Linked DNA regions of Mus musculus: all the other regions are linked to region 6. The links are chromatin contacts, called in public Hi-C, HiChIP or PLAC-seq, Micro-C and promoter capture Hi-C maps. All regions are on one chromosome and are shown on one strand. The core of a region is the stretch at or near the end of the contact, and the rest is flanking DNA. Distances in the headings are between cores, read along the strand shown.

What was found. Promoter capture Hi-C pulls out the DNA fragments that hold promoters and counts their contacts. Hi-C and Micro-C count contacts between places; a contact is called where the count stands out from the background. HiChIP or PLAC-seq counts read pairs in DNA pulled down with a chosen protein or histone mark.
Region 1: a contact with region 6 is called in an H3K4me3 HiChIP or PLAC-seq map of embryonic stem cells, with 9 read pairs. The contact joins the enhancer-like site here to the promoter of Ptpn3 in region 6. A contact is called at or near these places in 4 of 39 promoter capture datasets (cranial neural crest, frontonasal cranial neural crest, maxillary cranial neural crest and 1 more) and 4 of 115 datasets of contacts at active chromatin or transcription factors (bone marrow-derived dendritic cells, embryonic stem cells and forebrain).
Region 2: a contact with region 6 is called in a promoter capture Hi-C map of hippocampal neurons, with 2.9 times the contacts expected there. The contact joins the enhancer-like site here to the promoter of Ptpn3 in region 6. A contact is called at or near these places in 6 of 39 promoter capture datasets (the 3T3-L1 cell line, 3T3-L1-derived adipocytes, cranial neural crest and 2 more), 1 of 15 datasets of contacts at CTCF or cohesin (the NIH/3T3 cell line) and 1 of 115 datasets of contacts at active chromatin or transcription factors (astrocytes).
Region 3: a contact with region 6 is called in an H3K27ac HiChIP or PLAC-seq map of embryonic stem cells, with 4 times the contacts expected there. The contact joins the promoter of Frrs1l here to the promoter of Ptpn3 in region 6. A contact is called at or near these places in 11 of 39 promoter capture datasets (3T3-L1-derived adipocytes, the C10 cell line, cranial neural crest and 7 more), 9 of 115 datasets of contacts at active chromatin or transcription factors (bone marrow-derived macrophages, craniofacial prominence, embryonic hindbrain and 3 more) and 1 of 9 other capture datasets (pancreatic islet).
Region 4: a contact with region 6 is called in a Micro-C map of embryonic stem cells, with 3 times the contacts expected there. The contact joins the enhancer-like site here to the promoter of Ptpn3 in region 6. A contact is called at or near these places in 4 of 484 Hi-C or Micro-C datasets (embryonic stem cells and pancreatic cancer cells) and 2 of 115 datasets of contacts at active chromatin or transcription factors (embryonic stem cells and pancreatic cancer cells).
Region 5: a contact with region 6 is called in an H3K4me3 HiChIP or PLAC-seq map of embryonic stem cells, with 18 read pairs. The contact joins the promoter of Elp1 here to the promoter of Ptpn3 in region 6. A contact is called at or near these places in 3 of 39 promoter capture datasets (cranial neural crest, hippocampal neurons and liver), 1 of 484 Hi-C or Micro-C datasets (embryonic stem cells), 6 of 115 datasets of contacts at active chromatin or transcription factors (embryonic stem cells, forebrain, pancreatic cancer cells and 2 more) and 1 of 9 other capture datasets (adipose tissue).
Region 7: a Hi-C map of nephron progenitors shows a contact between it and region 6, with 4 times the contacts expected there. The contact joins the promoter of Ctnnal1 here to the promoter of Ptpn3 in region 6. A contact is called at or near these places in 2 of 39 promoter capture datasets (cranial neural crest and embryonic stem cells), 3 of 484 Hi-C or Micro-C datasets (embryonic stem cells and nephron progenitors) and 6 of 115 datasets of contacts at active chromatin or transcription factors (astrocytes, embryonic limb bud, forebrain and 3 more).

The regions. Positions count from the first base shown.
Region 1 is chr4:56,905,397-56,908,873 of GRCm38.p6, reverse strand. Tmem245 (transmembrane protein 245) reads left to right here. Exons shown (of 18, transcript NM_001369260.1): 11 at 2,561-2,659. Among named protein-coding and RNA genes, the nearest start is that of Gm22300, 6.5 kb to the left of the region's middle. Within about 2 kb of position 1,748, at least 6 of the 459 cell types and tissues checked have an H3K27ac peak or open chromatin away from gene starts, as enhancers often do. A contact at or near this core is called in embryonic stem cells, where this site is marked.
Region 2 is chr4:57,606,244-57,609,792 of GRCm38.p6, reverse strand. All of the region lies in intron 2 of Pakap (paralemmin A kinase anchor protein), which reads right to left. Among named protein-coding and RNA genes, the nearest start is that of Gm52699, 14 kb to the left of the region's middle. Within about 2 kb of position 2,097, at least 78 of the 459 cell types and tissues checked have an H3K27ac peak or open chromatin away from gene starts, as enhancers often do. A contact at or near this core is called in 3T3-L1-derived adipocytes and hippocampal neurons, where this site is marked.
Region 3 is chr4:56,988,236-56,991,699 of GRCm38.p6, reverse strand. It overlaps Frrs1l (ferric-chelate reductase 1 like), which reads left to right and starts at 1,309. Exons shown (of 5, transcript NM_001142965.1): 1 at 1,309-1,666. The coding sequence starts at 1,429.
Region 4 is chr4:57,780,690-57,783,989 of GRCm38.p6, reverse strand. All of the region lies in intron 7 of Pakap (paralemmin A kinase anchor protein), which reads right to left. Among named protein-coding and RNA genes, the nearest start is that of Gm35099, 27 kb to the right of the region's middle. Within about 2 kb of position 1,764, at least 207 of the 459 cell types and tissues checked have an H3K27ac peak or open chromatin away from gene starts, as enhancers often do. A contact at or near this core is called in embryonic stem cells and pancreatic cancer cells, where this site is marked.
Region 5 is chr4:56,800,557-56,804,070 of GRCm38.p6, reverse strand. Elp1 (elongator complex protein 1) reads left to right here and starts at 1,740. Exons shown (of 37, transcript NM_026079.3): 1 at 1,740-1,912. Abitram (actin binding transcription modulator) reads right to left here and starts at 1,742. Exons shown (of 6, transcript NM_001081420.1): 1 at 1,345-1,742; 2 at 424-475. The coding sequence starts at 1,459.
Region 6 is chr4:57,298,256-57,301,866 of GRCm38.p6, reverse strand. It overlaps Ptpn3 (protein tyrosine phosphatase, non-receptor type 3), which reads left to right and starts at 1,498. Exons shown (of 26, transcript NM_001384115.1): 1 at 1,498-1,586. Gm12536 (a long non-coding RNA gene) reads right to left here and starts at 2,128. Exons shown (of 3, transcript XR_003955208.1): 1 at 1,557-2,128; 2 at 1-96.
Region 7 is chr4:56,862,888-56,866,615 of GRCm38.p6, reverse strand. Ctnnal1 (catenin (cadherin associated protein), alpha-like 1) reads left to right here and starts at 1,405. Exons shown (of 19, transcript NM_018761.3): 1 at 1,405-1,639. The coding sequence starts at 1,502.

The DNA.
Region 1 (3,477 bases), core at 499-2,998, 390 kb after region 6:
TTCAGGTTTATTATGTCTGTCCAAGACGCTTGATCAATTGGCACATGATGATATTGGAAAAAAATTGAACAAGCAAGAGATAAGTATGTGTGTATAGATCTTTGAACTGTCGTGGGAGGAAGAGTCAGCTTCTGCAAAGAGCTTGCAGCTTTCTATAAATGTGTTATTTTGATAAAGCCATAGCATTTTATTCAGATTTATTTATTGGAGAAATTTTTATTCTGACATTCTTGCCTTTTAGGTAAGAAGATAAAAGGAATTTTGGTGAATACTACACCTTACATCTTAGATTAAAAAATAAATTTCAGGCTACTTACAGAAAAGAAATAACTATGTAACCTCTTGTTCAAGAGCCTAAAAAATGAGGACATTGGGATCAAAAGTCAGGAAATGTTTTTGGTTCTGACTTAGAAGACAGAAGGGGAGTATATATTAGCCATCAGTTGTTCATTAGCTGTTATATAGATCAGCCTGATGTGGTAAATTTATTTCAAGTGTGACGTGTGTGTGAATGGTGTATGTGATTGACTATGTGTGCTTTCTTGTGTGAAGGGGATAGAGGGTATAGATGTGTGTAGGTGGGTAGGCGGCTGTATGTGTGGAGGTCATAGAACAGCCTTTGAGTGTTGGCCTTTAAGGTAGTAAGTTTGAAGAAATACTGATAAATGTCACAACATTTTAACCTGAAAAATAAAATGTTTTTCAGAGATAGTTGGCTTTTATATTTATTATGAATAATTTGTGTCTAGCTTATGAGCAAACCACTTTTATAAGCGGTTTGTACCAGATATAACTGGTTCAGGTATTTATAAGGCCAACATCATGTGGGCAAAGAAGTACCTAAATGCATATTGTCAACCAGTTTGGAGAATTAGCCTTTCATCATTAAAGGAATGAAGAACAAATAACGGTTTCCACTTAAAGCCTGCTGAATTATCTTTAAGGCTTTCAGTTAGTTCATACTGCCTTGGGGAAAGTGGTGTCCTGTGCAGTACTCCAAAGCAGTACTTACACAACTCCTTAGAGCGTTGTTGGCCAGTGCACAGCACTCCATTACTTGCCTTGACGACTCTTCAGTTTACACTGGGGATACGAATCGTGAACCATATGTGAAGATGCTGACTGCCTTAAAAATTGGGACTGTTTATATATCCTCCTGTGAGTAGTGACTAAGTGCAGTGAATTTAATAAATGAACACAACACCATTGAATGTAAGATGGTGACAAACACTAGAGATAGAAATGCTTATGATTAAAAAAACACAGATTTTATATTTCATCTCTGTGAATGGATAGGAAGTTATAGAAAAAAATGGGAAAATGGAAGCAGTTATTTTAAGAAAATGGAACTACAATCCAATGCTTGTCTTTTAAAATTGTCTTGAGAGCCTGGCGTGGTGGTGCACGCCTTTAATCCCAGCACTCGGGAGGCAGAGGCAGGTGGATTTCTGAGTTCGAGACCAGCCTGGTCTACAAAGTGAGTTCCAGGACAGCCAGGGCTATACAGAGAAACCCTGTCATGAAAAACCAAAAAATAAAATAAAATAAAATAAAGTTGTTTTGAGACTAGGGAGATGGTTCAGTTTGTAAAGTATTTGGCAGTTTGTCTTGCAAGCCTGAAGACCTGCGTTTGTTCCCCAGCACCTATGTAAATGAAGCTCAGCCCACATCTTTAACCCCAGGACAGGCAGAAGCAGGTGGGGCTCTGTGAGTTGGAGGCCAGCCTGGACTACAAATGAGAAAGATCTTATCTCAAAACAAATGAACAAAAGAAAAGCCAGCCACAGGTAATCCCTGTGTTGCAATCCCAGTGCTGAGAAATAGAGGCAGTAACATCTTTGGGCTGCTGACTGGCCAGTCTAGTTGAATCTGGTGAGCTCAAGGTTAATTTAAACTCTATCTCAAAAAGTAAAGTGGAAAATGACTGAGGGAGACACGCGGTGTCCATCGTTGGTTTTGACACTCATTTGTGCATATGTATGCCCATACACTTATACATACAAAAATCAAAATCTCTTAAGTGCCCCCCCCCCCCCTTTTGGCCTGTGCTAGGGATTGAGCAAGGTAAGTGATCTCCTCCTGAGCTCTTTGCTCTGAGCTTTACAAATGTCTCTAATAAGGAAATAGGATGAGACACTACACTGAGTGTAAGTTGTGCCTGCTGTGTCAGGTTCCCAGAAGTCTGTCCTGCCAGCCCTGCCTGTCTCAGCAGACTCAGGGAGAGATTTGTGCTTGTATGTAAGGTCCTAAATTTTACTTAAGAGTCTTAAGGCAACCCTTAATTGGAGTAATGCAAGACTTAAGCTCTATCTAGACTTGCTTTGGAAAGGCTTTCCACTGGACAGGTAAGGCCAACTAGGTCATTAAGTGTGTTTGCATTTGTCTTGTTCTCTTGTACCCTGAGACCCAGGAAGAGAAGTGGGAGGGAGGATGAGAGAGAAGATGGGAGAATTTACTGGAACATGGAGGCATTTAAAAACAAAACAAAGACCCAGCATGTATTGATCATACTAAATTACTTAAAAATATCAATCAGATTGTACCTGTATTTTTCTTCTAGCTTCACAAAATTCTAGGAGATAAGGTGAACAATACGGCTGTGATTGAAAAGCAAGTTCTAGAACTGTGGGACAGACTGTATCACTCTTGGTTTGTTAAGGTAAGTTCTTTTAGATTAAGTGTCCATAGTAACTAGTAATAGCATTGTGCTTTACCGGGTGATTGGGTCTATAGGACTGTGATGGTTTGTATATCCTTGGACCAGGGAGTGGCACCATCTGGAGGTGTGGCCTTGTTGGAATAGGTGTGACCTGGTTGGAATGGGTGTGTCACTGTGGGTGTGGGTATAAGATCCTCACCCTAGTTGCCTGGAAGTCAGTCTTCCACTAGCAGCCTTTGGATGAAGACGTAGAACTCTCTCTCAGCTCTGACTGTGCCTTGCCTGCCTGCCTGGATACTGCCATGCTCCCACCTTGATGATAATGGACTGAACCTCTGACCCTGTAAGCCAGCCCCAATTAAATGTCATCCTTTATAAGACTTGCCTTGGCCATGGTGTCTGTTCACAGCAATAAAACCGTAACCAAGACAAGGACTTTGTTAACTTTAGAGTTTCACTTCCCATTCCAGCAGTGAGAACTTAAGCCTTTGTTAGTGTCGGCTTCCATTGGTGGTTAGTTTCTTTGGCAAGCCCCGTAATCTCTGAGGTATCCTCTTCCATCATTTGCTCATCATGTAGTATCTTCCTCTGCAGTAGCTGTGTACAGTGCACATACAGAAGCCACGTCTGTTTGCTCATGGTGATGGGGATTGAGCCTGGCATCGTGTGTGTTAATAAGCACAAGGTCTGTCACTGAGCTGTTACACTCCAAGCTTCTACAAGCCACGTAGGTGGTATTTTTCTAGTAGCTGCATTAAATAACTAAACACAAACAAGAATATTAACTAAAAATGGATGAGATTAATTTTAATAATATT
Region 2 (3,549 bases), core at 848-3,347, 310 kb before region 6:
GCATTTTCATGAAAGTATATATAAACTAAATTTTCCAATCTCCTCCCTCTTTTTTGAGACAGGGTCTCATTATTCAGCCTTGACTGGCCTGAAATTTGCTGTGTAGGTTGGCCTCAAACTAATAGCTATCCACCTGCCTCTGCTTCCCCGGTGCTGAGGTTAAAGGTATGTACCACACTGGGCTAATCCCTTTCTTGATCCACAGGCTCTGACTTTGACTTTAGGTTTAAAAGAACTAATCTTTTGGTGGTTTGTGGTCTCACACAGAACACCAAAGAAGTCAAGACTGTCTGTTCTAATTTATAACCATTGATCGCTGCAGGAACATTGTTTGGAGAAAGAAAAGAGGGCCCCAAAGATGAACATACACAGCACACGTATGTGATCCAGTTGTTGAGAGGGAGAGAGGGGGCCAGAGGGAAGGAGCAAGGAACTCTTAGAGCCAGCAGCTTCCAGTGAGGTATGTAGAGGCGTGGCCACTGAAACCTATGCCCCTCCAGCCGTGCAGGTTTGTCTGTGATCATGGAAAAGAGAGCGGTGGAGATAGAGGATCAGGTTATCAGGGACCCTGTCACCTGACCCTCGAGCCTGGAGAAGAAGGGTCTTCTCTTGTTTCCCAAATAGCTAACAGGATATTAGAGGAACTTGGCAGGTGCCCCTGGAATCAATTTGTTGTTGAAGTTTATTGCTTAAAACACAAACAAACTTATTTCTCACCAGAATTACTGAAATGTGGAAGCTTCTGTGAAATTTTCTTCAAGGTGAGTTTTAAATGTATTACATGCCTTGGCTAACTTAGTATGAGTGAATAACTTGGAATTGTGGGATTCATGGCAACTATCTAGCATTGATTGCTCTGTCTCTTTCTCTCTCTCTCTCTCTCTCTCTCTCTCTCTCTCTCTCTCTCTCTCTCTCTTTCTCTCTCTCTCTCTTTCTCTCTCTCTCTCTCTCTCCAGGGCTTTTAAATGATGTGTCCCAGAAAATGTTCCCCAGGAATTGCCATCATTGTCAGGAGAAGCCAGAAAAGTCGGTTACTAACACACGTTTGCCTCTCAGTTCTAAAACACGGTGTGATTAGTTTTCTGACATTAGGACTCATGATGGGTGCCTTCCTTGCCAATCTTAACTGTCTCAGACTTGTATACCTGTACACGCGTGTATGGCAGTGTGCGTCATATGCATCACAGTGCATGTATGGTGGTCAGAGGACAACCTCGAGTATCAGCCCTTGGCGTCTACCTTGTTCGGACACAGGGTCTCTTGCTGTTCTGTGTGTTACTAGGCTAGCTGGCCTGCAAGCCATCAGGGTGTTCCCTGCCTCTGCCTTCCATCCTGACACAGAAACACCACACCCAGTTTTACATGGGGCCAGGTCCTCGCGTGTGGGCATCAAGTGCTTTACCCACTGAACTCTCTCCCCAGCCCAAACTCAAGGTTTAATGACAATAGCAAGCCTGTCACTGTGAACCATCCATATCTGTGCCCTATTCTGAAAGCACCAAAGTGTACCACCCATGCATGCTTTGGGGTCTTTGAGTTTTCCCATCCAGGGCTCTAAATTTAGAAAATAATACAGGTAATCAAAGATTTGCATTAAAACACAAAACAAAACAAAATCCACAAGCTCAGAAACATGAACAAAATCAACATTTAGTTAAATGAGTTCTTGGGTAGTCACTACCTGGCTAAAAATAAATAGACCAGGCCAGCATTTCCAGAGGCCTCTTCAGGTGTGGTGCCAAAGTCAGCATGTCTCCCTCCACTTGACAGGAGCCCTGACAGCAGCGTTCTGTGTTATAACTCTTCATAGGCCCTCAGGTTACAGGATGCTGTCGCTCACAGTCATTATTTGCACCATTAAAAGACTGGGCAGTAAATAGTCTCTGAAAGCCTTATTTATACTTCTCCCATTTTTATAGCAGCCCAGTTAAGAAGCACTCATTAGCGTGTTTTAATATGCCTTCTCATCCCGACAAAATATGAGGAATGCGGTTAAGAAACTTCATCCACGAGGGGGCGCCACATCCCTTTATGTTCTTCTCAGCGGGGAAGCCAACCCTTCTCTGGCCTGGTTCCCAGTGAGGCTACCAAGACACAGGCTGTGTGGGAAATCCACTGAATGACTTCGTTACCTTATTGCACATCACAAAATGGGCTCGTCGGCTTAAATTCAATCCAGAAAGGTTGCCAAAATTCTCGAGCAGCTGCTTCCAAGAGCGAACCTGTGTGTCAACGACTTTTCCACTAAGAACCAAAGTCCGTGAAATTGAGGGATGGGGGGTGGCGAGAACATTTGGAATGGACAAAGGGCCCTGTTTCCAACCCGAAATGAAACACAGCTGGCTTACAGCTGTGCTACCTCCTTCACCGCACATGGAGTCAAGTCGCAACACAGAATGAAGCTTTCTGTGATGGCCTCTGAGCCTCCCCTGCCAGCCACCGGCTACTCGCTTCCTGTATTCCCTTTGATACACACGGACTGTGTATACTCGGGTCCAGTTCATCAGGGAGACGGGTTTCTCCCTAAGTCCCTCATCCACCTCTACACTCTGGCTTCTGATTTTTGTGGGTTTTTTTTTTTTCCAGATCTTTAAGCCATGAAGACATCTGAACTCTTCAATCACAGAAGGTTAAGATTTTAAAATTATACTTGCTTTCTCTGTGATTTATAACTATTTATATTTTCCCACCCTGACAGTTCTCTGCACTGGACCAAGCCTGGGTGCCAAGTGTGCACCAGAGCAGGACATTAAGGTTATGCACAGCGCGTTTCTACTTTAAAACCAGCCTCACATCATGCCAAAAGGCCAGGGACCGCACCCGAGTGTCAAGCAGCCACACAAGTCCCAACTGGGGTGTTTTCACATTTTAAATGCTCACTGCAATTCAAATCTTAACCATAGACTTATAAGCTTAACTTATATTAGTTAAGGGAGCTCTGTACTGCATGTCACTTTGTTCAAATCATTTTACGTTCCTCAGGTTTGTTCTTAACATACTGATTTACCGATTTGGACAGTTCAATTTGAGTGAAGGCATCTATCCGAATGCAGCTAAGACAAGACTGTAAGGTCCATAGTTTGGATCCTATTCATTCTTTGGAAGAGTGGGAAGTACTCCCCTCCGGGCAAACCGGTCTAGTTTTAGACTTGGTACAAAGTGTAGGACAGTCCTGAGAATGTGGGCTTCTGAGTCAGCTAGCATCAGGATCAGGAAGTGGCTTTGGAACTGTCCTTACTCTCTAATGACACTCCCATGTGACAACCCCTCTGACCTCATGAGAAAAGTCTCATTCCCTGGTCCTTTCAACTCTTCTCTGTAACTGATCTTTTGGTCACTTTCCCATATCAGCTGGTGACTTCATCTGTTGGTTCATAGAATCCACATGAAGTGCTGCCGCTATCACCCCGGGTGACTCACACAAGTCCTGTTGCCATGACTCCCTGACAACTCATTTCTGATAGCTTCCATCCCCACACTCCTCATCCACCTACACTCAAGGCCAAACTCTAACCTCTCCTCACGAATGAAATGTCCCAATGCAGCAGC
Region 3 (3,464 bases), core at 60-2,559, 310 kb after region 6:
ATCCCTGATGCCCAAATAAAAAACAGTATGCGGCAGCATGTCGATAATACCAGTGCTGGGAAGACAGGGGGATCCCAAGCTCCCAGCCCAGCCTGCATAGCTGAGGTGAGCTTCAGGTTCAGTGTGAGACCCTGGCAGGATTAACATAGTTAACTTCTGATGACCTGTCGGCTATATACAATAATGAACAGCTGGCCTTTGGATTTCCCAAGGCATCTCCCATCCCGATACAGCTCCCATGTCTTCCAGCCACTGGGCTAAAAATCAGTTGAAATTACTGGCTTCTCAGTATTTCATAGTTCTGTGCAAGGTTATGACATCAGTGACATTGAACCCTACAACCCTTTCCCTACATGGTCTTATTTAATATGCACTACATCCTGGGAATTAGTGATCACTGGTCATTATTGATAACCCAGGCAGTCTGACTTCTAGGTGTGCATTTGGAATCTGTTTTTCTGCCTCAGTAGCAGTTTCCTTACTTTATGCATTTTTTTAAAAAAAAGAACCAGAAGAAAGGTTTACATGCAAGGTTCTGAAGTAGCATCGAGGAAGAGATAGTGTCACTATTTCTTGCAGAAGACAACTAGTTGTCACCACCCCAACAAGGGTCATTTAAAGACAAACCTGGGATCTGTGTATATAATTGAGCAAATGAATGGCCAGATAAATAATGCAGTGTCTTACAAGCTGATGTGAAAACGTGGAGATTCGTCGTGCTTATCAGACATGGTTAGCTCACTTAATGTCTGTGCACTTTGCTTCTGGGGAAATTGGGTAAACCATTTGCCTAGTTTGAAAGGCTCAGGTTATACTCCAGCACTTGTGGCTTTTGCCAAGGTCTTAAGTTACACTTTCCACACTGTCTCTGATATCTGCTTGACTACGTAGATAGTGGGAGTTTGTGATTTCATCTTCCTTCTGTGATGATCCAGAGAAATTTATGAGTCTAGTAAGTTTTTTCTCCGGACGAAAAGTTGCAGGAGCAAGATGTTGGCGACAGTCATTCTAATAAGGTGTGGAAACTGGATGCTGGGGATTTGAGTAAGAGAGCAAATTCTGCTTTGTGTATCCAGAGTGGGGCCTGAAGCGATACAAGCAAGCTCCCAGGTGGTGCTGATGTTGTAGATCAGCGGGCCACACTAAGCACCCAGGGACCAGAAAGGTCAAATCTGGAGGCGACTGGGCGATGGGGAGAATAGAAAGAAGGACGCGAAGAAGGAGCGTCAGGCGAGGAGGGGGTGATGCTGAGCGGACGGGGGCAGGCTGCGGGGCTGGAGCGAGGATGCGCAGAGCGAGGCAGGGAGGCGGCGGGTGCGGGCGCTCCGCGGCTGCGCGGCGCGTGCTGGCGGCGGCTCGGTCCCGGCCCGCGCCCGCGGGGTCCCCGCTGCGGCCGGAGCGGCCTGGCTGCGGGATCCGTGCGCAGCGATGGCGGGGCAACCCCTGCGGCGCCCGGCCTGGGTACCACTGCTCCTGCGACTGCTGCTGGCGGGGATCGCTGCCTGCGATGCCAGCCCCGCGGACGACAGCGCGGGCCCGGGGGGCCGGGGACCCCGGGGACGCGCGCGAGGGGACGCGGGCGCGGACGAGGCAGTGCCGCGCCACGACTCCTCCTACGGCACCTTCGCCAGCGAGTTCTACGACCTGCGCTACCTGTCAGAGGAGGGTGAGGCTACCAGAGGGTGAGGGGCGACCTGGGGGTGGGAGGTTGAGGGGCGCAGGAAGGGTCCGCAAAGGTGTCAGTGGAGGCAGATGGGCACAGATGAGACTAGAGTAGGGAGCCCGGCTCTCTGACCCAGCCTGTAGGAGGGAAGTCTGGAGGAGCTGTCAGCGCCCGCTCCCCTCTTTACACGTGGGGAGACTAGGGCCGGGAGAGTCAGTCTCAAGTCTTGCGAGGCTGTGGATAGAAGGTGCTAAGCTTATGCTCCCCTAGTTCTCAGCGTCTGGCCTCCTCCATTCTCCTGCAATGGAGGAGGCGCCATCTGGACTAGAATTCCGGAGCCCAGGGCAGCAGGCGGGAAGCAGAAAACCCAACTTAGAGACAACCGTTGCACAATTACCTCCTGGTAGGTCTGGAATAACCTAAATTTACAGGTACTGTCGCTCCATCTTTCATTGCCCAGGCGCCAGAGATGGGTCATAGCTCCCTCCCCAGTCCACCCCACATCTGCTGCTACCACACTTGTAGTCTCCTAGTGTGAGCCACCATTGTTGGGACCATCTGGGCCCAGAGACTGAGATTTCTTCGCCAGCTTCCCTGAGGAGCTGTTTCAAAGAGTACAAAAGGCAAAGCCATTCTGATAAAAGGAATGGAAACTGGTCTCTTACTTCCGCAGCTTTCGGAAAGCTTGGCAAAGAGGAGCCAAGAATCAAGCTGAGGGTTGAAATGAGGTTATCTGTTCGTGGATATATCTCTTAATGAGGATGAGGTTCAGCTATACGCAGCATACAAATGTTAATATCATCAATAAGATAGGATTTTCTCTCTCACACAAGGAAATCTAGAAGCCCCACAATCCAAAGCTGGCATGAAGTCTCCAGTCTTAGGGACCTTTTGCTCCTTCGTAATTCTCAGCTTATAGCTTAATGACCCCAAGTAGCTGCTTGAACCCCACTCACTACCTTCACTTTCCAGAGGGTGAAAAAGACAAAGTGGGGAGAAAATACTGACTGCCTACTTATTAAGGATGCTACTCTGATAGAAGTTCCATAGAATGATTTTAGTTTCTTAGCCATGTGGTCACACATAGCTGTAAAGGAGTTGGGGACAGGTAATCTTGTAGCTAAAAAAGACATACAGTATCCACTTCAAAATAATACAATTATTATATTAAGGAAGGTGGAGAGAATGAATTGGAAATATATTTATTTCCAATAATATTGGAAATATATTTATTAAATAGAGACTGCTGAACCACCCCTCCCCACACACACACACACACTTAGTGACCTCGACTCTGGCTGTTCAAGGGCTGATGAAGCAACTCTACTCCATGTTGTCACTCAGGGACCTACGTGCCTTCCATCTTGTTGCTCTACTATCCTTTAAGACCTTGTCCTCATCTCTGTAATAGAAGATTGGTGGCTTGTATGTCTTTGTTCAAAATTGATGGTAGGGTGCTGGAGAGATGGCGCAGTTGGTAAAGCCCTTGCCTCACAAACCCTAGTTCAGAGCATTGGAGCCCATGTAAAGCTAGGTACAGTAGCTCCTGTGTCTGTAATCCCAGTACTCCTGTGGAGCTATGGGACATGGAGACAATAGAATCATTGGAGCATGTGGGCCATCTGATATGCAGCAGCTAACAAGAGACCCTATCTCCGGATGGATGGAGAGACCTGACATCTGAGGCTGTCCTCTGATCTCCACATTCGGAGCATGTGTGGCATACGCCCATCCATAGTCACACATACACATGACATGTGCATGCACACACACAGACACACACACAACTGAAGAAATGGAA
Region 4 (3,300 bases), core at 515-3,014, 480 kb before region 6:
ATCCCAGAAACCAGACAGAACTCCATGGTGCAGAACTCTGACTGGGGCAGAGATGGAGACCTAGACAGGTGCTCCTGGGCCACGGCTAACTCGGGGTGGGAGTGGGGACATGTTCCACAGGACTCTTGAGGTTCCCCCTTCCAAGGGAGAGGATTCTCATTTTCTCTCTCTCTCTCCCTCCCTCCCCCCCCCCTCTTTTAAAGAAAAGGATCAAAAACAGAGTGGAGAGCAAGCAGTAGAATCAGAACATGAACATCTGTGTTAAAAGTAATCAATTCCTTCCCATAATACTATAAAATCTAGTTGGTCAAAACCGGGAATGCCGCCAGACTTAGAGAAAGAAAGGATGTTTGGTTAAAATGGAAATGCTGCCAGGAAGGCAAGAGTGATGCTTAAGTGAATTCAGAGCAAAGGCAAGCCGGTTCCCCAGGCGTGTTGATGGCAGGTGCATAGCATATATATCTCTTCAGCCTCCAGGCGCCTGTGAGCACGCGCTGAGACAAAAAGAGCTTCCAGAGAGAAGTAAAACTTGTTCATGGACTCAAAAGATACAATACGGCACATAAAATCAATTTTTCAAAGGCAAACGCCAGTAGTAAATTTGCTGGATTATAGCCACTGGGCTTGGAATGGACACGGGGGAAGGTGCTGATTTGTCAAAGTCCCCAGTATGCAATCTCTGGGGACAAACGCTACCGGGTCTGAGGAGAGAACCCACTGTCATCCTTTTCACACATGCTTGGGATGATGGATTGTCGGGCCTAGTGAGTAGTAGTGTGTTCATCTGTGCTGTGTAGCTCGGCGACCCAGCTGCTAGCCCAGCCCGGTTGGCTCATCACTGGCTGCTCCGACCCTCACCCGCTCTCATCCGGCCACCTGCGCCACTGCTCTCCAGTGAGGGTTCCCGTTCTCACGGGCTTCGTTTCGGTCTCTTCTAATCCACTGGCTTTCTCTAGAATTTCCCAGGGCTGCCAGAGTCTCTCCGCTCTTATCTTTGCCAGCGTGCCTCCTCTACGGACTTTAAAGGTGGCACTTTCCTCTGCGACCTGCTCCTAAAATTCCCCTCAAAGTATTCGCAGATTCTCAACCGGGCTTCACTGGAGATGAAACCCCAGTTCGAACTCCTCAATGCCGAGCCTCAGGACAGACGATCCTGCTCACCTCGAGCCCCCACCCTCCAACCTTCCTGACCTTCAGAACCGTTGCTTCCTCCATCAGCTAAGAAGTTCAGCAGCCTAGACTCCAGTCCAAAAGTGCTCCGGCTGAGCACCCTAGGCCTCAGTTTCCTTGCAAAGCTATAGACTTCTAAAGATGCCGCCAGCACTGCCACCCCAGCAGGCAGGAGTTTTTGGCTAACTGACCTCGGTGGCTTCGTCTACCTCTACTGGCTCTTTTGCACAGCCACATTTGATTTCACCGTTTTTCCTGTATATCTCGGCGGAAGGTGGGGCTGTTTATTTTTTAAAGCATATGTAAGTATTGAATAAGCCCGGCCATGCCCTAAACCTAAAAAATTCAAAGGCATAAGGACCTTTCTAGCTCGAATAGCTTCCCAGACAGGATCCACTAGACACAGACTTGAAGACCCTCACAATCCACCTTTTCCCAGTGCCGGAGAGCGCTCTAGCCCGAGTTCCGAACCGCCACGCCCCAACTTGAACACCCACCTCTAGGCGCCAGTTCCGAGGGCGCAGTACTCCGGCTCCGCTCCAGCGTGGTGCGGCTGCCGCCTGCTGCTCCCAACGTCCAGGGAAAGGCGCGGCACAGCCCCAACCTGGGGCCAGCGCATCTGCCAAGAGCAGCAGCCTCTGGGCTCGCCTGGCACCCGGGAGCCCCGCCCACCCATCCGGGCCCGCCCCACTCCAGGCCGGTGGTCCGCCCTCCGTTTTCATTGCTCCTCCCCATCCACCCATACCTCCTCTTGGTAGCTGGAACAGAACATGAGCCCTAAGAAATGGTGAATGAATGCATGTATGTATGTATGCCTGCATGAATGAATGGAGAAACCGAAGTGATGGGAGAGGTGGCAAGAGAATGTTTCCTAACTGGGGAGGGCGCCGCGTGTCTGAGTTAGTGCATGGGTGGGTGTCTGTGAAGGCGTTGCCGCATGTATATACATATATATATATATATATACATATATATATATATATATATATATATATATATATATATATATATATATATGTGTGTGTGTGTGTGTGTGTGTGTGTGTGTGTGTGTGTGTGTGTGTGTATGTGTATGAGTGCGTGTGGAAGTATGTGTGGGAGAAAGCCCTGACTGGCCCTTGGTTAGAGCGAACATAGAGGGATTGGCTGGGAAGTGTTTCTTAGCTATAATAAGAGTTTAATGTGGTCCAAAGGCTGAGATGCAGGTAGAGAGATATTCTGGAAAATCTTTGGTTTGTACATCTTTCAGGCTGCTGTGGCTGTGCAGCGGTCGGTCGGTGGCTTCTGGTGTCAAAGCGTGTCTGTTAACAATGCCAGAGTTGGGGAAGGGAGCAGCTGAGGCTCAGGGTTTGACTCCATTAGGCAGGTGGCCAGCCATCCCTCATTTCAGAGAGGTCTGAAATTTCAGTCTGTCGTCCCCTCCCCCGCGATGAATATTTAAATAATGTTAATGACCTTTGGAAAACCGAGCAGTCTAGAAGTCCTTAGAGAGGACACCAATATACCCATAAATGGCCCAGACAGAAAACAGCATTTTCAAAAAGCAAGCTATTGTGCGTCTTACTCAGCTTTAGGGCAAGTTTTCTGCAGAGGAAAAATCACATCAAGCGGAGTCAGATTCAGCTGTTCACCAGGGAAGCGCTTTCCCGGTGATCCACAACCTCCCAAGTCTGACTCCTTTATAGTCCCTGGGGCTTTTCCAGTTCGCCCTAGCCATCCCCTCCTCCGCCCACAATCACAAGGCCCGGGGCTCAACTTCTTAAAATCTGTTTGAATGACAAACACAGCGGGAGAAAAGTCCAAGTCCCAGCCGGATTTCATTTCCCTAACTTCCTTTGTATTGGAAATCTGGGACCTCCCCAGGTTAGGGAAGTGAAATCAGACTGGGATTTCCCTAAAAGCGTCTTCACTTACGGGCCAGGGAACCAGACCACCTCTGAGAAGGGCTTTCTCCTGCTTGAACACTTCCCCAACGCTGACTTGGGGAAGCCCGTAAAGTCTTCCAGGGAGAATTGGATAGGTTACTTCTCCGTTGCCGATGAACAGAGCCAATTTAAACCAGATTAGATTATATTAAAGTCAGGATTAATGGGAAGCTGCTCTTGACTGGTCTCAAGGACCAAGGCCAGGG
Region 5 (3,514 bases), core at 491-2,990, 500 kb after region 6:
GACTATCCACACTGACCTCCATCTAGTCCGATTATCTCCTTCTCTTTGCTGAGACTGGAGCCTAAGTGTAGCACGGGGAGCTTAATAACAAGAGGAGAAAGGAGAGTTGAATCTCCTTCCCGGGAAGGGAAAAGTACCACAAGACTTTAGTAAGCGGGGATAGCAGAGAAGCAAGGCAAGACTGTGTACACAGAGCATGACATATGCCTCCACAAGGAACCATTCCTTAGGTCCAGCAGTACAGTGGTTGGTGCAGGTTGGCCAAACAGTATATGACTGAACAAGACTTGCCAACACACTCCTATAACACCGTTTCAACACCACAGAAGACAGTTTCATGAATGCTCATACCCGACCCAAGACCGCACCAGGCTAGCTACCAGAAGGAAAGTGTTGATAGTTTAAGATTCCCGGTTTGCTTACCGGTTGGAGTGCTGGAGTATACAGTGGTCCTCACAGGGTTTTCCTTTAACATCTAGAGGAATAAATGAGTCGCAGGTTGTTGAACTGGCATTTACCACGTGATTACCTCCTTTGGTTCATGAAGATTGTTCATTGCGAAGCTGAGCACAGTGGGCAAAGTAAATAAAGGCTATGAAGTATTTTAAGTGGCCTAATTTACATAGAATCCTTTACTCAGTGTTAAGGCAGGTAACATTCTTAGCTCCTCCATCTTGTCACTTTAAAATGAGTACACCTAGAGAAACACTATTATAAGCGCCACATTGCTGACATTATGGTGGTGTTTTGTGAGGCTGTCTTGATGGTATGCAAAAATCACACGTTTTTTTTTAAATTCAGTCCTAAAGAGAATTTAGGATGCTTATCCTAAATATTATATGTGGGTCTACCGGTTTCCCTGAATTTAAAAAGGCTAAAATAGAGGCTAGAGGAGGATCCCCAAAGGTGGTATCGGTATTTTCTTGGCAGAACGAACACCAGAGAAGCCTATTTCAAACGTCCAGTGGACAATATGCACAGTTTCTTCTTAACACTAGATACTGCTTCCTTAACATTTCTTAATTTTTCTCTCCATGCCTAAGGTTTCTTCCCGGTTCGGCGTAGGATTGATCCCTCCAAGCACACCAACCCTTAGTAGTGTGGGGAAAGCCCAGATAGACCAACGCGGAGTTCCTTAGTTTAGTTCACGTCCTTTCCTGCAAACAACCCACACATGGCGCTGCGGTTCCCACGAAGGAAAGCGCCTATTTTAGCTCTTCATCAGCGCAAATCTGTATTCCTGGGACTAGGATGCTCAGGGAAGAGCACGGGTGGCTTGCATCGCGTGGCAGAAGTGCCTGCACCCGTGCGGTAAAGCGGAGCTCACCACCATCCCGCACTTACCCGCTTTATACCAGCGAGTGAAGTATCGATCCACAAGGGAGGGTGGCGGGGCTTCGGTAGCTATGACTACCTCTGGTGGCGCCAGCTTGGCTTCGGGGCAGCGGAGCTCTTCCATCCCTCTAGTCCAGGAGCGTAGTTCCGGCGCGTGGGAGCCGGTTGGTGTCGTGCGCACGCGCGCGACTCCCCGGCTGGCGGCCAAACTCCCTCCCCGACCCCAGTCACCTGTGATCCTGGGCCAAAGCCCAACTGTGGGGCAAAAACAACCGGGTGTCAAAGAGCTGAGGGACAGCAGACAGCAAGGTCCTGCCTCTGCCGGGTGAGGGCTCCCCGATCCCCTGGACCCTCTGAGCACCCTCGAGCTCCTGAGGAGGCGCGTCTGGCCACACCCACCCGGTGACGTCACTCAGCGCGCCTCGCGGGTGACGCCACGTCCGCGCCGCCTTTCTGGTGCTACCTGGCGTGTTTCGCCCTTCAGTGGATCGTGTTTCTCGTCTCCCGTGTGCATCGGCGGTTCCTTTCCAAACCCAGTGCGCCGTGAGGGCTCGGAGCCGCCTCGAGGGCGTCGTAGGTGAGCATTCGCCCGTCCCAGTCCGAGCCGCTGTGTGCGGCCTGGTCTTGCTGTCCAGGGCTGTTCTGGTGCAGGGGAGATGCACGCGCTTCTGCCTGCGCGCGCCGGCGGGCCGGGCGTGGACCTCTTCTTTCTTCGAGTTTCGGATGCTTTCTGTACACGTTTTCCCCGGGGCCGTCTTGGGGCGCTGCGAGGGATGAGGGTCCGGTACCCCAATTGCGGGTTTCCTTGTAGCGTGTAGATAAAACCTCTACCAGCTTGTCGTGGAAGGTGATAGGTAAATAGAGGCCTCTGTGCTGTGCTGCGGGTCCCTTCTCGCTCGCATTTGGGACTTTTCTATGAAGTAGTGTATCTCGTGCTTCCCTACCTGGTGTACCTAAGCCGGGATTTCTGTGATGGCTGTGATTTTATAGTCTTTTGTCTTTAGGGCCTAACATTTGGCAAGGTTTTGTTGTAAGTCACATAACGGATCTTAGGTATTGTGTAAAGGATTCGTTTGCGTATTGAGAACCATGATATATAACCAGCAAATATCTCGATGTGTAAGTGAAAGAAAAAGAGACAAAGACAAATTTTAGTTTGTGGAAACAGAGATGACAATAAGTCCCAAGCCAGGATGAGCTATTATTTGATAAGAGATCAGCAGGTTCTCTGTTTTTCAGGTTGCATTTCATATGCTTGTAAGGGTCAGCTTATGATAATATCAGGATTGATTTTAATGTGAGTTTAATGTTTAGTTTGGTCTTGTTCATTTACAAGGTATATAGGTTTATCTAATCTTCCCTTTAGTGAGCTACCAAGCCTGAAGGTAGGGGAGAAAGTGGATCAATGGTCAGAATTTTGGGACATGATCAAAGTTGTATGAAAGCACCTCTTAGAACATGTGTGGGTGGAGTCAAGGGAGGTGCAGTTGGAGGTGCCAAAGGAAGGCTGTTAGCAGATTATGATCCTAGAAACATTTGGAAGATGTTTCCTAACTTTGAAAGCATTGAGAAAACTACAGGACTGTGTAACTCCAAAAAGTTAAATGAGTGAGCAGTGTCAGAATGACAATTTAGAGAAGTCGGTTTTCATGCTAAAAGAATTGGGGCATTAGAGAGATTAATGAGTTTGCCTTTTTACCAAGTGACCATGGAGGCCAGAAGAAGGCATGGGGTTCCCTGGAATTGGAGTTATAGATAGTTGTTATCTGCTGTGTAGGTGTTGGGAACTGAACTCAGGTCCTCTGGAAGAGCAGCCAGTGTTCATTAACCTCTGAGCAGTCTTTCCAGACCTGAACTCGGTAATTCTTTTAAAAACTCAGATTGCCTTGCTGTGTTTTATCAGTCAGGGTCCAGTAGAGGCCAGACAGTATTTCAGCAGGATTATTATGAAGAATTACTTAAACTGCTATAGGAGGAAGAAAAAGAAAAAATGAAAAACAAGTAATTTGGAAGGCAAGTGGAAGGAAGCAGTTCCCATGGGTAGGGAGCAACACTAGGGCAGATTTTGGCATCATCAGGACCCAACACCTCATAGAAAGGCCCTGTAACACTGGGATTAGACTGAGAATGAGGCTCAGAAACTCAGGATGAAGCCTGGGGCTGGATTTCTGTGTCTGGG
Region 6 (3,611 bases), core at 249-2,748:
CTAGGCGGGGCCAGGACAGTGCAACCCCTAGGACTCCGGGCTCTGTAGGAATTCCCCGGACGCGAGGTTCTGGCGGCGCCTGCAGCGGTGCACTACCTTGGGACAGAGACCGGGATCTAAGCCAGGAAGTCAGGCACGGCTGAGGGTCTCGTGGTGACATGGGAACAAAAGGTTCTCGGGATATCTAGCACCCAGGTCCGACCATAGAATCCTAACCATCTCTCCATCCTTTTGTTATCATATTCATTCAACAAAACGTTTTTAGTTCTTACTGGAAGCCAAGCGTCGTTTAGAGGCTGGGTCTCTTGAGAGGCGGAGTTACCGAGCTGACACAGAGGGGAGGTACTCCTTAAGGGGGAAATCTAAGTCGCGAGAGACAGCCGGCAACATACTCCAGCAGCCCCTCCGCTCGCCCTTCCGTTTCACGGGCACAAAGCTTGCGCTCGTTTTGTTTTGAGGTTTTTTTGTTTTTGTTTTTGTTTTGTTTTTGCACCGGCTTTATCGTCCCAAGAAAGCTTCCTTGTTTAGCTGCGTGACTGAATGGTATTTGTCACCTGATCTGGTTGTTCCACCAGCTCTCACCGGGCCACCCCCTATCTTTCTTGCCTGGCTCCTTTCCCCTGTTCTTAGAATTTATCACCTAATACCCTGCGTTGTTTACGGACCTGTTGTTTGTTGCGAGAAAGTCCCTTCTAAACTCCCAACAAGGGGCAGAGATTTTGTCTATATATTAAGTGTGAAGAACGTAAGTAACTGTTGAATGGATAAGTGATACATGCTTGGAGTGCGGTAATGGACTTGGAGAGGGAGCAAGAGGTCAGGGCTAATTTAGAAAGGTAGCCAGAAAGGTCTCTCCTACAAGAGGCACCTGAATGGTGAGAGGGCTCGAAACACCAGCAAAGCAGGGCAAAAGACGTCCTACCTCGAGGGAAAGGCAGTGTAAAGGTCTCCAGGCGGGTCAAGTTCAGAGGGTATGATGGGGAGGAAGGTGCAGTCGGAGCGCAGGAAGACAGGTGTGGGAGGAGGCGGAAGAGGCCGGCTGGAACGCCCGCCACTAGGGGCCCTATAGGCTTTGGGAAGGGCTAACCTGCCTGGTGTCCTAGGACCAGCAAAGGAGCCCTGCGACCCCCAACTCAGCCACGGAGCCGCTGGAGTCAGCGAGACCCCCAACTCAGCCACGAAGCCACCGCGCAAGGCTCGCTGTCATTTCAGATTCGTTGAGCGCCAAGCCCTTGCCATTCTTAGGCATGCAATCCGGGAAAGCCAGGCACACAGTAGGTGTTCAATAAATGCTAAAAGCACGAATGGCTGCGTGCGTGAGCCAGGGGACCTGGAGGTCTGCGGGAGTTTGGCAGGTGGTCTGCGGAGGCCAGTGGCAGCGTCCCACGAGTTTGCCCCGGGCCCGCCCCTGTCCCGGGTCCCCCGCCCCGCGCGCGGGCCCGTCGCGGCCACAGCCGGGCCGGCGGGAGCCGCCCGCGGGCTGCACTGGGCATGCTCAGACGGCGGCCAGGTCGCGGCGCGAGCGAGCTTCAGTGCCGCCCGCCCGCGCGACCTACCTGGGCGCCCCGCGCCCCCGGATGCTGCAGGTATGGGAGACTGGGTCCTCTGCGGGGAGGGTCGGAGCGCGGGCTGCTGCGATCGCGGACACGCGGGGCTTACCCAACCCCCACCCGGTCCGGGGCTCGGCGGACACGCGGGAGGACTAGCGGTTGAGCTGGTAGCCCCAGGTCTCCGCGCCACGTCGGGCATCCGGGGGGCGCAGGCCCGGATCACCTGGCGGGGCTGGGGCGGGGCGCGGGCGTGGGCGGCAAAAGGCTGGGCGTTCTGGACGCAGCGGCGCGGGCGTGGGCGTGCGCTCCAGTCTGGCCGAGCCCTGGGCTTGGCGCCGAGGTATCCGCAGCCCGGCAGAGGGGGCGCACCGCTGCGGGGATCCAGCTCTCCGCGGTCCCCGAAGCTCAGCCACCCGGGGCGAATTCCCCTTCAGATTGCAAAGATGGCATTTCCTGGGCCTGGCACGAACTCCAGTGCCAAACCAATCCGCCCCGTTCCGCGGGCGACCGGGGTGGCTTCTCTGGTAACTTGCGGTGTGACACTGCTGCGTTGTGCAGGGAGAGAGCGCGCCCGGAAACCCCCGCCCCCGGTTGCTGCCTCCTAAACTTATTACGAACTTGAGGGTTGCCTTTAAAAAATTCATGAGAAGTTAAGATAACTTGACACCTGGGTGTTCCGTGAAGGTACAGGGAACTTGTGGTTGGGAAACTCTAGACCTAGGTTCAAGTTGGGCTCTTCCCCTTGGCCAGCTGGTGACCTTGGACGAGTCGTTTAACCTCTCTGATCCTCCATTTCCTCCACTGCACGCAGGCAGCAATAATGCCCACCTCGCCTGGTTGGTGGTGGATTAAGTAGGATAAATGGTGTGGAGGTGTTTGGCTCCGTGCCCGGCATAAAGCAAGCGAGCAGTTGGCGTGATGTGATTTTAATTCAGTTAGAGACCCTCATGGCTCCCATTTTGTCAGGAAGGTAGAATTAGGCAGTCATTTTCTGGGTCTGTGTTTGTGCCCAGGAGAACGTCTGCTGAGGCTTTGAAAAAAGCAACTCCACAGAGCGGTGGTGAGCTGCTCTTGTTTAATGGCAGTCTTTGTGAGTTCCGAAACTCCAGAAGTTGACACTCGGGCCTCACAGAAAGAACTATTTTTGCAAGATGATCCATCTTGCAAATGTCGAAGCGGATGAATTGGAAATCCTGGTTGGGAAAAAGATGCATATTCTGCAAAGCTCTCATGCTTAACCTTATGTTTTTGGATTGGGGAGCGGGGGTCTCTTAGCTTCTCACAGCGGGTTTGATCGTTCTTTGTGGTGGCTGCTCCTTGTGCATTACAGAGTGCCCAAAAGCCTCTGCTCAGTAGGTTCCAGTAGCAGCCTGCTTCCGACCGTGCCTACCAGGAATGCCTCTATATAGTGTCTGGGTTGAAGTGCCTCACCACCTCCACCCCTCCCCCACCCCACCCCCCGTGTCGTCCCTCTTTCCCCTTTTAGTAGAATTAACTGAGTGAGATAGCCTCCGCCTTCTGTGTAACCTAGGCTAAATGAGGATTTCATCTGGACTTTTGTTTTCTTTTTTTTCAATGATAATATCGAACCTTTGCAGTCACCTTGCAGAGCTGTGCTAGGTATGTGGACTATCTCATTTCAGTTTTACAGGTCTCCCTCTGAGACTGGTGTCACGATCCCATTTTATAGAGGAAGACATTGAGGCTCTGAGCAGGCAACTGTACCGTCCTGGGTATGACTGGGATGGAGGAAACCATGCTTCTGGTTCTGGGGGCAGAGCTTTTTCTTCTGGATAAGACTGCCATGTGTGTCTTACACAGATGTCTTTCCCGATGATTAAATCAAGATCTAGATTGTATTGGAAAACGGAAGCCTTCCTGAGATTGACTAGTTGAAAATTAACAATGGTAAGCTATTTTCTGACTGAGAGTAGGCCATTCTAGTTAAATATTCTAGTATATGAGCGCTCCCATAAATCCCAGCACACAGTTAATGGAATACCAGTCTGCCGAGAATTAGAATAGAATAAAACATGCCTATTACTCTATATTGATCTGTGT
Region 7 (3,728 bases), core at 156-2,655, 440 kb after region 6:
ACTGTTCTTCTAAAGGAGCCAGTTCAATTCCTAACACCTATGTTGGACGGCTGGTAACCCCCTTAATTCAGCTCCAGGAGATCTGATGCCTCTGTCCTTCAGGCACTGCCCTCACGGACACATGCCCACGTGTAGACACACTTTACAAGAAAAAAAGAATTGGAGGATGAGTTGAATTCAGGAGCTCTTTTATACCATTACCGGAGATGCCCATGCTGCTTGGGCAGGTGAAACTGAGTCCTTCAGCTTCCCTTCCAACACTGCAAGCCGAATCCATCAGCCTAACTTGATGAAGAAAGCCAGTCTCAGATTCCTTTTTGCCCCCACGTGTGCTCATTAGCAGCTATGGTCCTTCAAAAATGCTTTATTGTGCTGCTTAGTCAGTCGCTGGGTCCTTCCTAAGGTCAGTGTAGAATCTTTCTTAAGACACAGGCTTCTGAATGCCTTCCTTGGCTTTGTTCCTGGAAACTGGAGGAAAAGGCGCTTTGGCACCTCTTCTCACCACAGGGATTCTGTGTGAGCTCATGGTTGGGCTGAGAGAATGGATTCTTAGCCTTAAGTGACTTCAGTCAGACACATCTTTTCATTCAAGGAGCAGTTAACATGCTGCTAGTTCTTGGCTAATATTAGAAACAATGTTACAAGTTTTTAAAAGGTATTATTTAGCCAGAGCCCAAACTTTTGTTTTTGATTCTCTTGAAGGTGAATTCTAAAGGTAACTGCAAGATACACTGCCTTCTTGCTGAGTATCAAGATATGTGAATATATTATCAAATGTTTCAACTCTGTAAGAGATACAATCAGAACATAGAAGTGGAGGCGAAATGGGACTGTCTTTCCTCGGAAGCCATTGAAAGAAAGATGGTTACAAGTGTAATTGATGTCTCAGTCCCAGGGCAGAGGTTCAACACCATAAAAACATGTAGAAATATTTACGGGAAATCAGAATTGACTTTTGAGGCAAATGGATTTGGTGGAAAGCTTTGTTGGGGACAGTTGTCTTCTGGTAAGAGGCCACATAAACTTGTGGAGGCTCTCGGGTGGCCTGCTCTAGATAAAATTAGGCTTTGGAACTCACCCTTGAGGAAAGAGGCACAGGGGCGGCCAGAGGGCGGGTCCGCGGGGTGGGACTATGGCAGTGGATGGGTGGGGCCGCCCAGGTATTAGGGCGGAGCTGGTGGGGCGTGCCACCCTAGAGGCGGAGCTGATGATCCTGGACTGCTACGCGCCAGACTATGGGTCAGTGGGCGGGACGTAGAGGGGGCTCGGCTAGGGTGCTGGGCAGAACTAGCTAGAGTTGGGTGGCCTCGAAGGCGGGGCCCGCGCGGTGGTACAGGCCTGGGGGCGGGGATACGGGCCCAGGGTCGCATGGAGGCGGGGCCGAAGTAGTGGCACAAGGGTAGGGGTGGGGCCTCGGTGCGGCGAGGCGGCGGGCAACCCGGAGGCTGGTTGGCGGGCAGGCAGAGGTGCGGATAGCGCGCTGTGCTATCGGTGGAGGGCCATGGCCGCTTCTCCAGTCCCGGGCGGTGGCGGTGCGGGAGCTGTCCACTCCTCCAACGCGGCTGGCTTCACCTTCGACTCGGGACTGGAGATCAGGACGCGCTCGGTGGAACAGACTCTTCTGCCCCTGGTTTCTCAGGTACCGCGGCCCCTGGTCCCCGTGTGCGCTGCCCGCGATGGCGGCGGGCGCTCTTTCCTCGGTCCGGCTTGGCGGGGCGGGAGGCGGCGCTGTCCCGCATTGCGCGAGCAAGACGGCGGCACGGCGGGACTCGCGTGGGGGCCCAGAGCCGGGCGGCTACTCCTGGGCTCGCGGTGAAGCGCTGGAAGCGCTGGAGCCCAGCAGGTGCGTTGTTCGGCCTAGGCAGCCGGACCCGCCTGGCCCAGTGGCTCCGAGTGAGGCCCAGCCGCGGGTCAGTAGGACCCCTATGGGGTTCTCTGACTTCCAGAGCCAAGCTGGCGGCCGCTGCTCAGTCGGCCGCCGCTGTCGCTGTCCGCATCGCAGGCCAGACCCAGGCGCTGGGTGCAGACTAAGGCATTCCAGTTTGCCTCTTACTCCAGCGTGTTCTCCAAGGCCTTTGTCCTGTTCCCTTGGTCATGTGTGGGCTCGCCCAACTCCCACCCACTCCGGCCACCTGTCCTGTCTCTCCCTGTCATTTGCCTGCCCACCACCTCTGTCTGCTAGAACTCTGTAGAGTGACAGGAAGGAGTGCTTAATCCTGATTGATGCACACCTTTTGCAAGGTCTCAGTTGGGATTAGTGCATTATTATATTTTGAGTTATAAAAGAAGTCTAGAATCAGCTAGGATGTGCTTAATTAAAAAAAAAAAGTTTGTCTCTCTGAGCTGAGGTATACATAACCCGAGGGCTAGAATTCCTCATCTACAGCTATGGTACTGTGCCAAACACCAAGGGAGGAATTTTGTCTTTGGCTGTGCGTTGGCGATGTGTGACTCATACTAAGCCTGTAACACCTTGGTGACTCATGCCAGGATTACCAAGATTTTAGAGGTAGAAAGAATCTTAAATTATCTTATCCGACTCCAAATTAAAAGATGATTTCTTACAACAACCTCAACTCCTGTCCACCAATGCCTTACATAAACACGTTTAATGAAAGGGAGGTTGTCACTATTCCATAGACTTTTAAATACTGTCTGTTCCAGCCTGGTCGCAAAAATATTTGAAAATTGTAGTTTTATATGCTTCTGAAATTCTTCTAATGCTAATGAAGTAAATATCCCCATTTTCCTCCCTGCATCCTGTGATTAATGGAGCAATGGTGACTATACCTGGCACTCTGTGGCTTTCTGTCTTCCTGAGTAATGCATGCATGCATGGAAGAGCCGCCATTTCCTTTCTAGCACTTACATCTCCTTCCACCCTGGAGACTTCCCCGAACTCCCCATCACCAGAACAACCACACCCCATAAGTGGCGAGGAATGGAGAGAGATGAGAGTGATGGGCTAGAGGCGGATTAGGCTTTACCCATCTCCTTAGTACTAGAAGTTTGCCAGTGCTAACTCATTTAATTCTTGCCACCCCTGAGGTGAGGTGTGGGGTTGTTTCTCTCAGAAGGCAGATGAAGAAGTGGACCGTTAGTTAGATCAGCTAACCTGATGTTAGGAATTTCAACTCTTAAATGCCCAAGAGGGGTTTGAATCCAGGTAGCTTGCCTCCAGTAGTCTGTCTGCTTTTTAGCCACCCCCATGTCCCTTCTAGAGATAAGAGGAGGTGATGTGAGCAGGGCAGAGTAGTTACAAAAAAAAAGTTCCAGTGTAGAAAAACTATCCAGAGAGCTGCAGTCTGAAAAAACAGTAACTTTGTATAGTATCATTGCTAAAACGTTACCAGTACTATGGAGCTGTGTTTTTACCAGTACTATGGAGCTGTGTTTTTTATTCTAAAGCAAGAGAGCAGAAGAGGAAAAGTGTAATTTGCTGCTAAAAATTAACTGGAGGGGAAAAATGCCCTTCCCCGTTTGGTACGTGATGCCTTATTCAGCATCACGGTTGAGGTTCTGTGTCCCACAGTTGTGGCGGTGCCACAGTTCCATGACCGATGTGCATAACGACAGACCATCCTCACAGTATCAAGAGATGCATAAAGCATGGTTAGGGTGCTTGACTGACAAAGTATGGAAGTACATAAAGACAATTTAGACTGATTTCAAAGTTTCACTGAGTTTAAGATATTAAAACTGGAGCTGGGGACATAGCTCAGTTTTTA